Linked DNA regions of Mus musculus: all the other regions are linked to region 1. Evidence: chromatin contacts called from public promoter capture Hi-C data. All regions are on one chromosome and are shown on one strand. Each heading gives the region's core, a stretch centred on a gene start, on an enhancer-like site or on the middle of the called end of the contact. The rest is flanking DNA. Distances are from core to core; before and after follow the strand shown. Region 1 holds the start of Slc10a3 (solute carrier family 10 (sodium/bile acid cotransporter family), member 3). Region 2 holds the start of Cetn2 (centrin 2). Region 3 holds the start of Fundc2 (FUN14 domain containing 2).

What was found. Promoter capture Hi-C pulls out the DNA fragments that hold promoters and counts their contacts.
Region 2: a promoter capture Hi-C map of pre-B cells shows a contact between it and region 1, with 2.9 times the contacts expected there. The contact joins the promoter of Cetn2 here to the promoter of Slc10a3 in region 1. A contact is called at or near these places in 2 of 39 promoter capture datasets (erythroid cells and pre-B cells) and 1 of 9 other capture datasets (adipose tissue).
Region 3: a contact with region 1 is called in a promoter capture Hi-C map of liver, with 3 times the contacts expected there. The contact joins the promoter of Fundc2 here to the promoter of Slc10a3 in region 1. A contact is called at or near these places in 2 of 39 promoter capture datasets (erythroid cells and liver).

What each region holds. Positions count from the first base shown.
Region 1 is chrX:74,371,565-74,375,641 of GRCm38.p6, reverse strand. It overlaps Slc10a3 (solute carrier family 10 (sodium/bile acid cotransporter family), member 3), which reads left to right and starts at 2,293. Exons shown (of 3, transcript NM_145406.2): 1 at 2,293-2,451; 2 at 2,960-3,028. Gm44504 (predicted readthrough transcript (NMD candidate), 44504) reads left to right here and starts at 2,293. Exons shown (of 6, transcript NR_103489.1): 1 at 2,293-2,451; 2 at 2,960-3,028.
Region 2 is chrX:72,916,366-72,920,442 of GRCm38.p6, reverse strand. It overlaps Cetn2 (centrin 2), which reads left to right and starts at 2,099. Exons shown (of 5, transcript NM_019405.6): 1 at 2,099-2,129; 2 at 3,597-3,755; 3 at 4,050-4,077. The coding sequence starts at 2,127. Nsdhl (NAD(P) dependent steroid dehydrogenase-like) reads right to left here and starts at 1,922. Exons shown (of 8, transcript NM_010941.3): 1 at 1,750-1,922.
Region 3 is chrX:75,380,699-75,384,775 of GRCm38.p6, reverse strand. Fundc2 (FUN14 domain containing 2) reads right to left here and starts at 2,377. Exons shown (of 5, transcript NM_026126.4): 1 at 2,325-2,377. The coding sequence starts at 2,343. It also overlaps a transcript of F8 not described here.

The DNA.
Region 1 (4,077 bases), core at 1,044-3,543:
AAGTTTGCATTAAGACCCGGGTTTGGCCGGGCATGGTGGTACATGCCTTTAATCCCAGCACTCGGGAGGCAGAGGCAGGCGGATTTCTGAGTTCAAGGCCAGCCTGGTCTACAGAGTGAGTTCCAGGACAGCCAGAGATACACAGAAAAACCCTGTCTCGAAAAACCAAAAACCAAAACAACAACAACAACAACAAAAAACAACAACAACAAAAACAGACCTGGGTTTGATCCCCATAGAAATGAACCTCTGCTACTGGTGTGAGAGAAGCCAATTTTGGGTGGTTGGGGATATGGAGGGAAAAAAATCCTAAAACTCCTCTCTCTCTCTCCTCTCTCTCTTCTCTCTTCTCTCTTCTCTCTTCTCTCTTCTCTCTTCTCTCTTCTCTCTTCTCTCTCTCTCTCTCTCTCTTCTCTCTTCTCTCTCTCTCTCTTCTCTCTTCTCTCTTCTCTCTTCTCTCTTCTCTCTCTCTCTTCTCTCTTCTCTCTTCTCTCTTCTCTCTCTCTCTCTCTCTCTCTCTCTCTCTCTCTCTCTTTGGTTTTTCGAGACAGGGTTTCTCTGTGTAACCCTGGCTGTCCTGGAACTCACTCTGTAGACCAGGCTGGCCTCAAACTCAGAAATCCGCCTGCCTCTGCCTCCCAAGTGCTGGGATTAAAGGCGTGCACCACCACGCCCAGCTAAACTGGCCTTAAATAGCCAATCCTCCTGCCAGGTGATGGTGCACCATGTTAATCTCAGCACTCAGAAGCAAATCAGGCAGATCTCTGAGTTCGAGGCCAGCCTAGTCAGCAGAGTGAGTTCCAGGACAACCAGGGCTACTTAGAGAAACCCTGTCTCAGGGAGAAAAAAAAAATCCAATTCTCCTGTCTCAGCCTTTGAAGTGCTAGCATAGCTGAGAAAAGGTTCATTTTAAAGCAATACTCATTTATTCTAGTTTCCCCAGTAACTTTGGGAACAACGACCCTTTTTTAAAAATTGTGTATGAGCCTGGCAGTGGTGGCACGCACCTTTAATCCTAGCACTTGGGAGGCAGAGGCAGGTGGATTTCTGAGTTCGAGCCTGGTCTACAGAGTGAGTTCTGCGACAGCCAGGACTACACAGAGAAACCCTGTCTCAAAAAAACCAAACCAAAAAAAAATGTGTATTTATAGTTTGTGTATGAGTACTCATGTAGGTCAGAGGACAACTTCTAGGAGTCAGTTCTTTCCCTCCATTGAACATGTAGTGTTGAGAGGCCTCAAGTGCTTTTATCAACTGAGCCATCGCAGAAGCCTCATTATAGATTTTTAAAGACAGAATTTCTCTGTGTGGCCCTGGACAGCTGGCCTGGAACTCTCTCAGTAGACCTACCTAGTCTTGACCTCAGCAATTTGCCTGCTTCTGTCTCCAAGGCTCATTAAAAAGAAAGAAAGAGCCCGGCGTGGTGGCACACGCCTTTAATCCCAGCACTCAGGAGGCAGAGGCAGGCAGATTTCTGAGTTCGAGGCCAGCCTGGTCTACAAAGTGAGTTCCAGGACAGCCAGGGCTACACAGAGAAACCCTGTCTCGAAAAAAAAAAAAAGGAAAAGGAAGAAAGAAAGAGATCAAAACAATAAGATAAACAAGTTTATTTTGTACACCTCAAAAAAGAGAAGCAAGCTGGCCAGTGGTGGTCCATGCCTTTAATCCCAGCACTTGAGAGGCAGAGGCAGGTGGATTTCTGAATTCGAGGCCACCCTGGTCTACTGAGTGAGTTCCAGGACAGCCAGGGATATTCAGAGAAAAACTGTCTCGGAAAAAAAGGAAAAAGAAAAAGAAAGGGGGGGGGGGAGAGAGAAGCAGATACGGCAATAACAGAACTACCTGGATACAAGTCACCTTTTAAAAAATGACATGCATATGTTTGGCTGTATGTTTGTATGTGCACCATATGCATCCAGTATGGGCAGAGGCAAGAAGAGGGTATCAAAGCTCCTGAACTGTAGTTACAGGCGGCTGCAAGCTGCTAAGTAGATAATGTGAAGTTGAACCAGAGTCCTGAAAAGGTAGTAAACACTCACTGAGCCATCACTTCAATCACCACATGACCTTTAATTTAGTATCAGTTTAATGTCCTCTGACATCATCTTCCCATCACCCACTTTTATCTGAGGAGGTAACCACACAAGAATGTACTTATTGCCCCACATGCCAATACCAGTGACTTAGGCAGTCAGGTCTCACGTGGTAGGGCCAGCTCGTCGCTTCCAGAAACGTCACATCCGTTGGGAACCTGACACAAGCCCGCCAGGGGCGAGTGCTTTTGTGAGAGGGCGGAGTCCTAGCACGCGGATGGAACCTTGGTGGGGCGGAGCCTGTGGGGGCGGGACGAGGCCCGGGCAGGACGGGCCTCACTTGCCGGCGTTTGCCGGCCCGGGCCACTACTTGTGAGGAGCTCTGTGGCCGCGGAAGCAAGTGAGAGATTTCGACCAGGTAGGTGAGGATGGGAGGTGACTTGTGGCTCCGTCCGCAGTCCGTGGTCACCAGCTCTGGCCAGACCCAGCGAAAGGTCTTGCGGGTGCGGTTGTGACGTGGAGGCTCTTCAGAACCCAAGACTGCCCGTGGGGGTTGTAAGCCCTTCCTAACTTCTCTAGCCACCTGACAGACCCTGAACTGTCAGGTGCGGAGGAGACCTGGTCATCATTGCCAGTTATTCTTCAGCCCCTATACTTTGCTGCTGTGAAAAAACAAAAACAAAAAACAAAAAAAAACTTCCGGATGGTATTGCTTCCTCACTCAGCCTTGGAGTGTGTTTACTCTAACTCTTTCAGCTCCACTATCAGCAGAAGTGTAGGATAGGGACCAAATCCCTCTTGCAGTGATCTACTATGGTCCACTAGTCCTGCTGGTAGGATGGGGTTATGGGTGGATGGTCCTTAGTCTTTCCCTTAACTGGCTCACACTACTCTGATGCCTACATCTTTTCTCTCTACTTGACTAGTTACCTTACTCTGGTTTTCCTGCCTCCCTCTTCATCAGCGAGATTCAAGGCTGGACCAGGGCCCCCAGGGTAAGTGACCCATACTCAAAATCAGCATAATGTAAAACCTGCTATATCCACTGCCATCAAGTTGCCCCAGTTCTAGCAGATGATAATACAAAGGTGTTGACTATCCAGTTGAGAAAGGGAAGGAGGCAGACCTCTCCTTTCGCCCCATGTTACTCTACCCTTAGAAATACTGAGGTTCACTGTAAGTTTAAAACTCTGGTAGGTCGTGCACACCTTTATCCCAGCACTTGGGGGGCAGGTGGATCTGAGTTCCAGCCTGGTCTTCATGGTGAATTCCAGGTTAGCTAAGACTACACAGTGAAGACCTGTCTCACCAGCAGCAGCAGCAACAACAACAGGACTGAATGTGGTAGCCTACACCTTTAATTACAGCACATAAGACATAGAGGCAGGAAGATCTCTGAGAATTTAAGGCCAGCCTAGTTTACATGTGAATTGCAGGCCAACAGGACTACACACACAAGACCCTGTCTCAAACAAAAAGACTCTGATAGGGTAATACATTGAGAAGACTCTAAGCAGAGACTCTCAGATGTAGCAACAGATATAAGAGCTCAAATTCTGAGACCAGGGAGCTCTGACAAGAGAAGTTTGCTTGCTCATGGCCAGGCGTGGTGGCGCACGCCTTTAATCCCAGCACTCAGGAGGCAGAGGCAGGCGGATTTCTGAGTTCGAGGCCAGCCTGGTCTACAAAGTGAGTTCCAGGACAGCCAGGGCTATACAGAGAAACCCTGTCTCAAAACAAAAACAAAAAGACAAGGTTGCTCAGTGGATACCTATTGTATCCTCACTGTATTCCTACTGAAGTCCCACTATAGCTTCCCTGAGAAGCAGGGGTGTGTGTCTCACAGGACTTCCATCTCATAACTATAGGGCAAATGAAACAAGACATGTAGCCACAGCTTGTCAGTAGCAGCCTTTGGTTCTGGAACTCACTTACTGCACATATCACTTTGTTAAAACTTTGTAGCTGGCAAATGGCACTTAGACACCCTTATTCTATTCTTTAAAGACCTGGATCTGGCCCAATCAGCACCCTTTGTTCTCAT
Region 2 (4,077 bases), core at 850-3,349, 1.5 Mb after region 1:
GAGGATGTGAGAGTCTTAAAAGATAGATCACATCCAAGGGTGGGAAGAACATGTCCTAGTAACCGTGATAAGTTGCAAGAACATAAGAACAAAGCAAAATTATACTCAGACAGGTCAAAGAACTTGGCTAGGGTCACAGAATTAGCGCATAACCCAGGAAGAAATTTATTTGTCCTTTCTAGCCTGCTGGGCTGCCACCCCAAAGGGGACTGATGAAACCAGAGATGTTCACTGTAAGAGTATAAGCATATGTTGGCAGAGGGGTGAATTATGAAAAACTAAGGGATACTTATGGACTACCTGATAGACTAAGGTTCACTGAACACTGAACATGTAGTCTTTCCTTTTCCAGGTACTGGTGAACACAAATATGATTCCTGTCCTCCTGTGCCTACCTTCTAGTGGAGACAACAAAGAAAAAAGGTTAACTTTACAGTGGCTTAGGAGGTGACAAGTGCTACTATAAAAATATGGAGCAATATGAGGGGCCCAGGTACAAAGTAAAGAGAGTGATTACCTTTACAGAGAAGGTGACAATAGCTGAAGACCAATACTAGGCTTGCTGGTGCATACCTTTAATCTAAGCACTCAGGAGGCAGTGGCAGATGGATCCCTGTGAAGTTTGAGGGCATCCTGGTTTACATAGTGAGTGCCAGGTCAGCCAGAATTACAGAGTGAGACCCTATCTCAAAACAAAAAAATTATATCTACCTGTGAAATTTTCTCAAAGAATTAATCAAAATACTAAAAAATTTTAAAAAGTTCATGGGACTGGGTAAGGTCAGTGAAGGAATGTATCAGCCGCAAAAATAGTGCCCTGGGTGAGAGTGAGCCAGAGGGGGAACAGTGTGGGTGTGATGGGAGAAGGAGGAATTTCATGGCAGGCTTTGCAGATTATGGTGAGAACTCCAGCTCATACTGCTGAGGAAGGGCTGAGGAGGAACAGAGAAAACAGAGGACAATTCAAGGACGGAACTGTGAGAACTCAGAGGCTGGATATGGGGGATTGTTGCTGCAGTGAACAAAGGAGCCAAACAAGACACAAAAGTTTTGAAGCCGGTTCCTGGCTTAAAGGAAAGAGGGCAAAGGGCCTATATTACATTTATGGGGAGCTGTTAAGTCTCAGGCCTTTCTCAGTTTGAGAGACTGATACTGTGCCCTTAAAGTCCCTAAACTGATTTTCTTTGCTTTGAGGGACGTAGAACATAGAATCTGTGTTCGACCCTGGGCCTTCATTACTCCTGGCACAGCTCCAGGTAGCCCCAACCCGTTGTGCACTTTGCCCTTTAATTCTCTTTACATTCCATACTTCCAAAACTCCTGTGGCTTTGCTTTCAAGGGAGTCTCATTCAGGAATGCTCCTTCCCATGTGACTTGAGTGTCTGTACGTCTAACAGGACACATTTTGATGAGTTTTGAAGATCTAAAAGTCCCCAGCCCATTCCCCTGAGAGCTAAAGTGACTCTTGTAGAGCTAATGTAAAGACAAAGCCTCATGTGGATTGGGTTTCTAAGCCCCAGCCCTGTGAACCACTGACACAATACTCAGCATGCCCACTCCAGTTTCGAGGTCTCAGCTTCTCCTGGCACAGTCACCCCTCCAAACCATTTGGTCATATCTTGCTGGCCCCTCAGATGTTCTGTGTCCCCCAACTCGGTTTTAAAATGGGTCCCACCCATTCCCTCCTACTTCCTCCAGGCTCTGTCACCCACACGCAGCAGCCTCTAAGGGCAAGCCCGCAACTCTTACCCGGTTTAGACACTCAAATGATCGACCTCAGCTTGCAGACAACCGGCAACCAGAGAAGTCTGGCTGAACACCCGCCACCCTTTTCTACTGATAGATATGAGCCCACAATCAGCAGAGCTTCCTTCATAATGTTGATTGGTCTAGCTTGGCTCTGGCGCAACCAATTGACGCTCACAGCATGATTTTGCCCAATGAGGCTAGTCTTTGGCTGCCGACGCACCGCCCTCTTGCTCTTGGGCGAGTTTTGCCAGGTTAGCCCCACCTCTTCGTTCCCAAACCAATGGGAAGCGGGCTGTGCGCGCGTGGAGCAGTGGGAACGCCGCTGAGGCTGCGAGTACGCCGTTGCCTTAACAACCGGTGGCAGAGTCCGTTGGGTGATGGTAAGTGCTAGGGATTCGGTGGACCCCACGCGGCGTCCCCGGTCCTTTCCTAGGCCTCGGTGCAGCCTTGCTACCTTTCTTGCACGGTTCTTGGCGTTGACGCACTAGTTCTTCCTTGGAGCTGTGTGCCGGAAGGGTAGAAGAGAAAGTACAGCCGCCAGCAGCTTGCCTTGCCTGCTCTTTCCCACTACCCCCTCCTCGCCCAAGTCACCTTCAGCCACCCCCGCACAAACTGCCTCTGGACCTCCGCTGGCTTTCAGGAAACAGCAGGGTGACCATTCTATTGCTTCCCTTAGACTTCCGCCTCAGTCAAACTCAGGCCTCCTGGCCGCGGCCACCCAGTTAAAGTTTATGCATTGGTGCTAAGAGGTTTACTGTGTTCTGATGGTCGCAAACGCTTTCAGGAGAGGCTGTGAGAAAGCACGCAGGTGCAAATGGTTTGATTTTTATCACTTTGTACCGGCATAATTTTTATCTTAGTAAGTTTACATTTAGCCAAATTTAGGCATAAGTAATTGGAGGAGCAGAGTTCTTGGGAACTGGCACCACAAGTAGATGTTTTAAGTACATTTCTAAAACCGAGAGTACGGAAATCATATACAGTTGATCATCCATAACTGTAATTGGTTTCTCAAAGAGCTTTTGATGATGCTTTTTTAGATTTAAAAATGACTGAAATTGAATCTCCTAAAGTGACACATGGATTAATGGTACAATTGCATGAACTTTCTGTAGTATAAACTTTAAGACAGTGGAGGTCAGAGTTATGTCTTCTCATGAAGGCTATGTTAACACTAGAAATTCATATTCATATATTCACTTGCTCTATGTTGATCTATACAAGAACAAGGAGGAAAATGGTAATATACTATTTTAAAACAAAAACTCTCTTCTATTTGGTGGCTCCCCAATGAAATATAGTTGAATTTAGTCATATGAGACATCACATTAAGACAAATTTACAGTTATATTAGAAAATAACCTCATTATTGCCAATTTCTTTTTTTATAACTTAGTAAAAACTGACATATATAAATTGAAATAGTTTTAAGTTGAGAGAAAGTTTTTTCTTCACAGAGGTTTGTGCTATTTGTCATTTAGAGTTGGGGTTAATTTTATTTTAGTTTTTACACTTATTATTCCTTGGTGGAGAAGCACATTTTAGCCTGAGTGTGGCGGTCAGAGAATAATTTGGAAGAGTTAGTTCTCTCCTTTTACCATGTAAGCATCGTTTCCCTTTTCATCTTTGACAACGACAACTGAAGCCTGGGTCCTGGTTCCCACTTAGGTTATCAAGCTTGGCAGCAAGAATTCTCACTGGCCCATGGAAGTTTACGTAATGACATAAGTACATTACAAACGATGGCACACCTCATTGAAAAAGATATGTATGTTTAGAGCTGTCATAAATAAAACAAGGACTATGGCTTGTAATAATGTGCTTCTGTGTTTATATATTGTGTGAAGGCCTCTAATTTTAAGAAGACAACCATGGCATCCAGTGCCCAGAGAAAAAGGATGAGTCCTAAGCCTGAACTTACTGAAGACCAGAAACAGGAAATCCGGGAAGCTTTTGATCTCTTTGATGCTGATGGAACTGGAACTATAGACATCAAAGAACTGAAGGTAAGCTGCACACATCCTTTTCTTTGTTACCTTGTGTTTCCTTATTGCTTGTCTTTTAGCTGTTACCGTTCTTCTCCTTTCTGCCTGCAAAAAGTAACAGACAAGGGTACCCTGTGTATATTTTACCTGAAACAATGGTCTAATTGATAAAGTTGATTGCAAATATCAATTAAATCAGCCTTAAGTGTTCCCTGATCATTTCCATCATTTTATCAGGTGTTTGGTTAATATCTTCAATAGTCATTTTTGTTTTTACGTTATGTATCTATTTAGATGATTCTGTTTTCATTGTAGGTGGCAATGAGGGCCCTGGGCTTTGAGC
Region 3 (4,077 bases), core at 1,128-3,627, 1.0 Mb before region 1:
CATATACAGACTATTTTTCTCAGAGGCTAGAGTGGACTTCCTTAATACCATTGAAGCTAAGTTTAAGAGGTGACTGTCTCAAGTGAAGGAAAGGTCAAGGACCTAGAAAAAACTGTCATCATTTTAAGTTCTGGCCTCAGAAGCTATTGAATTTTGCTACCACTAAACTGGCCTAGAGTAGTTCCCATCCAGATTAAAGAAGAGAGAATATATATTCCAATTCTTACTGGGATGGGAATATCAAAGTCCCACTGAAAACAGACCATATGAGAAAAGTCAATCTTCTATATGATAAACGGCAAAAAAAAAAAAACCCAAAAAAACAAAAAAACAAAAACAAAAACAAAAAAAACTTAGGAAGAAAGTTTAAGAGTGTTCAAACTTTCAAAACTACAGTATAATTTAGAGCCACCTAAATTAAAGGTTTTTGGGGCTGGGAGCAGTGAAACAAAGTTTCTCTGTGGAGCCCCAGAATTAACCAGACTGGTCTCAAGCTCACAGGGATCCACCCACCCCTGCCTCCCCAGTGCTGGAATTAAAGGTGAGTGCCAACACTGCCTGGCTAAGTTCAAGATTCAAAAGGCTATAGTATTCAATAAGATGTTGCATTGATCCAGACATTATTGTCGATGCCAAAAAGTGCTTGCTGACAGGAGCCTGATATAACTGTCTCCTGAGAGGCTCTGCCAGTGCCTGACAAATACAGAGGTGGATGCTCTTGACCAAATATTGGACTGAGCACAGGATCCCCCAATGGAAGAGCTAGAGAAAGGACCGAAGGAGCTGAAGGAGCTTGCAGGCCCATAGGAGGAACAACAATATGAACCAACCAGTACTCCCAGGGACTAAACCACCAACCAAAGAGTACACATGGAGGGACATGGCTCCAGCTGCATATGTAGCAGAGGATGGCCTTGTCTGTCATCAATGAGAGGAGAGGCCCTTGGTCCTGTGAGGGCTAGATGCCCCAGTGTAGGGGAATGCCAGGACCAGGAAGAGAGAGTGGGTGGGTTGGTGAGCAGGGGAAGGGGGGATGGGATAGGGGGTTTTCAGAGGGGAAACCAGGAAAGGGGATAACATTTTAAATGTAAATAAAGAAAATATCTAATAAAAAAAAAAAGAAGAAGAAAAAGCCAGGCAGTGGTGGTGCATGCCCGGCAGAGGCAGGCGGATTTCTTAGTTTGAGGCCAGCCTGGTCTATAGATTGAGTTCCAGGACAGACAGGGCTACACAAAGAAACCCTGTCTCAAAAAACAGAGAGAGAGAGAGAGAGAGAGAGAGAGAGAGAGAGAGAGAGAGGATGTTGAATTGACCTAAGTATACACAAAATTAGTTGAATAAGAAGTATAGAAATACATTTACATATACTATTATATCATTTTCCTATCAAGGTACTCAGGTAACTCCACAGTACAAAGCAAGTCCTTTCAATAGTGTTAGAAGCACTAGATATTCATATATATATATTTAAAAACCATATACAATACATTCAACGTATGGCTCTAGTCAAAAGTGGGATTTAGTTGGGTATAGTTCCACGCACTCTAGAGGCTGAAACACAAGGATAGCTGAGTTTGAGGCCAGACTGGACTACACCAAATTATCTGTTGATGGTGGGTGAGATGGGATGGATAACAATTAGAGTCCGCTCATTAAACACTGGTAAACAACATTTACAAGCCTTGTCTATAGGCCCAGGAAAACAACGATAATTATTGTAAGCACTACAATTATGTAAGACAAGATTTCTCAGAAATTTCTAGGTATTCTGCTCAGCAATTGCATCAAGTGTAATGACTGTGAGCTTAATGAATTGACTGACTTAACGTAACTAAAGAAAAGAAAAGAAAACGGACAAAAAGAAAGAAAAAAAGTGCTCCACTGGGATTTTATTTTGAGTGGGCCGACTATATCTCCTACTGTTTTCAAAACAATCAATTAGGAAAGTACCAATGAAAATGAGGACTGTAGGTGTTTGAGAGGCAGTAAGAGACAAAAACACTCCTGTCAGGGAGCCAGATCGCTTCTGAGAACAGTAACTGGATCTCCCTAGGGACACCTCGGTAGGGGCGGCACTGAAAGGCTAGAAGAGCTAGGCAGAGATAACATCCCTGGGTAACTCAAAAGCCAGCTTAAGTATGACCTTGGCCAGATCCCAGAACACCCGCCAGAAAAGTCTCCGCGCTGCCCTATCCAGGTGCTATTGAAGCTCCCTGGGGAGGGAGGAACCCAGCAAGCGACTCAGCATGCAACCAGCAGTACTTCACTCTAAGCGACAAAGGTGATTCCACCCCTGGCCCTTGCGCGCGTGCTCCCGCCTTTACCTTGACTGTTAGCGGCCATTTCGGGGGCGCGGGGGGGGGGGGGACCCTAGTATCGCGATGACACAGCTTCAGACCACGAGACCAGGAACAGGCGTTAGTCATCCGCAGCTGGCTTCCGGCAGGGGGTGGGGGGGCAGATATTTCCAGTCCCTTGGCAGTCGGAGACAGCGGGGCCTGGTCCCATTAGACATCTTTCCTGTCCTGGAGCAGCTGCTACAACCACCTCAGCTGCAGCCCCACACTTGCGCAGAGGAATGAATGCTTGCTACGTGTGCAGAAAGCTTCTCTGCCTTGGTGGTGACAGAGTTTATCTCACCTTTATTTTTTTTAATTTATTTTAGATTTTGCATATTTATGTAAACAATGAACTTATGTTAATTCTGACATTAATTTCAAGGCTGTTTAAGTTCAGGAAAACACATCTTACACTTTTTAAAAGCATTCCAACCACTTAATAATGTACACTTGTATTATGACTGCTGCTTCTTCCGCTTTAAAGTTTTTTTTTTAACTTTGTGTATATGAGTATTTGCATGTGTTTGAGTACAGCACGTGTACGCAGTACCTGAGGCCAAACAGGACTTCCGATCCCTTGGGACTGGAGAGGGGAGTGATACAAATATCTCAATTAGAATTGAGCACTTTATTGCCTCTTATCCTCTGTACATATACTAGTTGTGAGTCTATTAGAAAAAAGAAGATTCTTAGATGAGGAGTGAAAGATCCCCTATTTTATCGGTATAATAGTAAAAAAAATTGGGAGGAGACAGTTTATTTTTGTGTCCATTTAGGAAAGCAGTTCTTCCCTATGACTTAGGCAGCCATGGGGTTTTGGCTTTCTAACAGGTATCGGTTCTATCCTGTGGAGTGGGCCTTAAATACAAACATGAAGTGATTAGTTACTCCTACTATATTTATGCCACTACCATAGCAATGAGGCTATTTTGACATATCAGTCATTATATAGTACCTCACAGGGTTCTTAGATGCTTTGTAAGACTGTCAATAACTTGTCACCCCAAATAGCACACATGTAACCTTCCAGCACTGTGAAATCTTGTCAGTGCCAGCTTGATTTCCCCATGTTTTATGACTCAACTATGTTGTGTCATCAGCAATACGATCTTAACCATGAAGTTCTGTAGATTGCCAAAAAATTGGCAGTACCTTATAATGTTTGGGGGTTTATGGAGCCAACAAACTCCAAAAGAGGTGACCCATTCCTGGCACTGGGCTTTATATTTGTTACCCTGCAGTGTTTAGTAGGGACATTGTCATCCTGATGTAGGGGTAACTCCATTTAAATTCTTATATATGTATACATGTATATTTTATTTAAAAAGCTTCTACAGTAGTAGGTTTTCATATTTTTTTCAAGTATCTTTAGTGTTAATAATCACTACCCATACTCACTTCTCTCTCCTGCCCTCCTATCCTTACCCCACGTAACCCTTCAACTTCTCCTGTTCCCTTTTCATATCAACTGCAGTATATCCCATTTCCCTTGAAATCTGCCTTCCCTTGTTGGCCCCTTGCTAGTTTCCTGATCTCTATGGATACTCCAATTTAAGACAGATATCTAAAGATTCAGAGTTAGCATTCACATGTGAGAGAGAATCTGAGGCATTTGTTTTTCTGGGTCTAGGTTACCTTATGGAGAATGATTATTTCCAGCTCTATCCATTTACCTGCAAATTTAATTTCATTTTTCTTTACAGCTGAGTAATAAATATTCCATTGTGTGAATGTACCA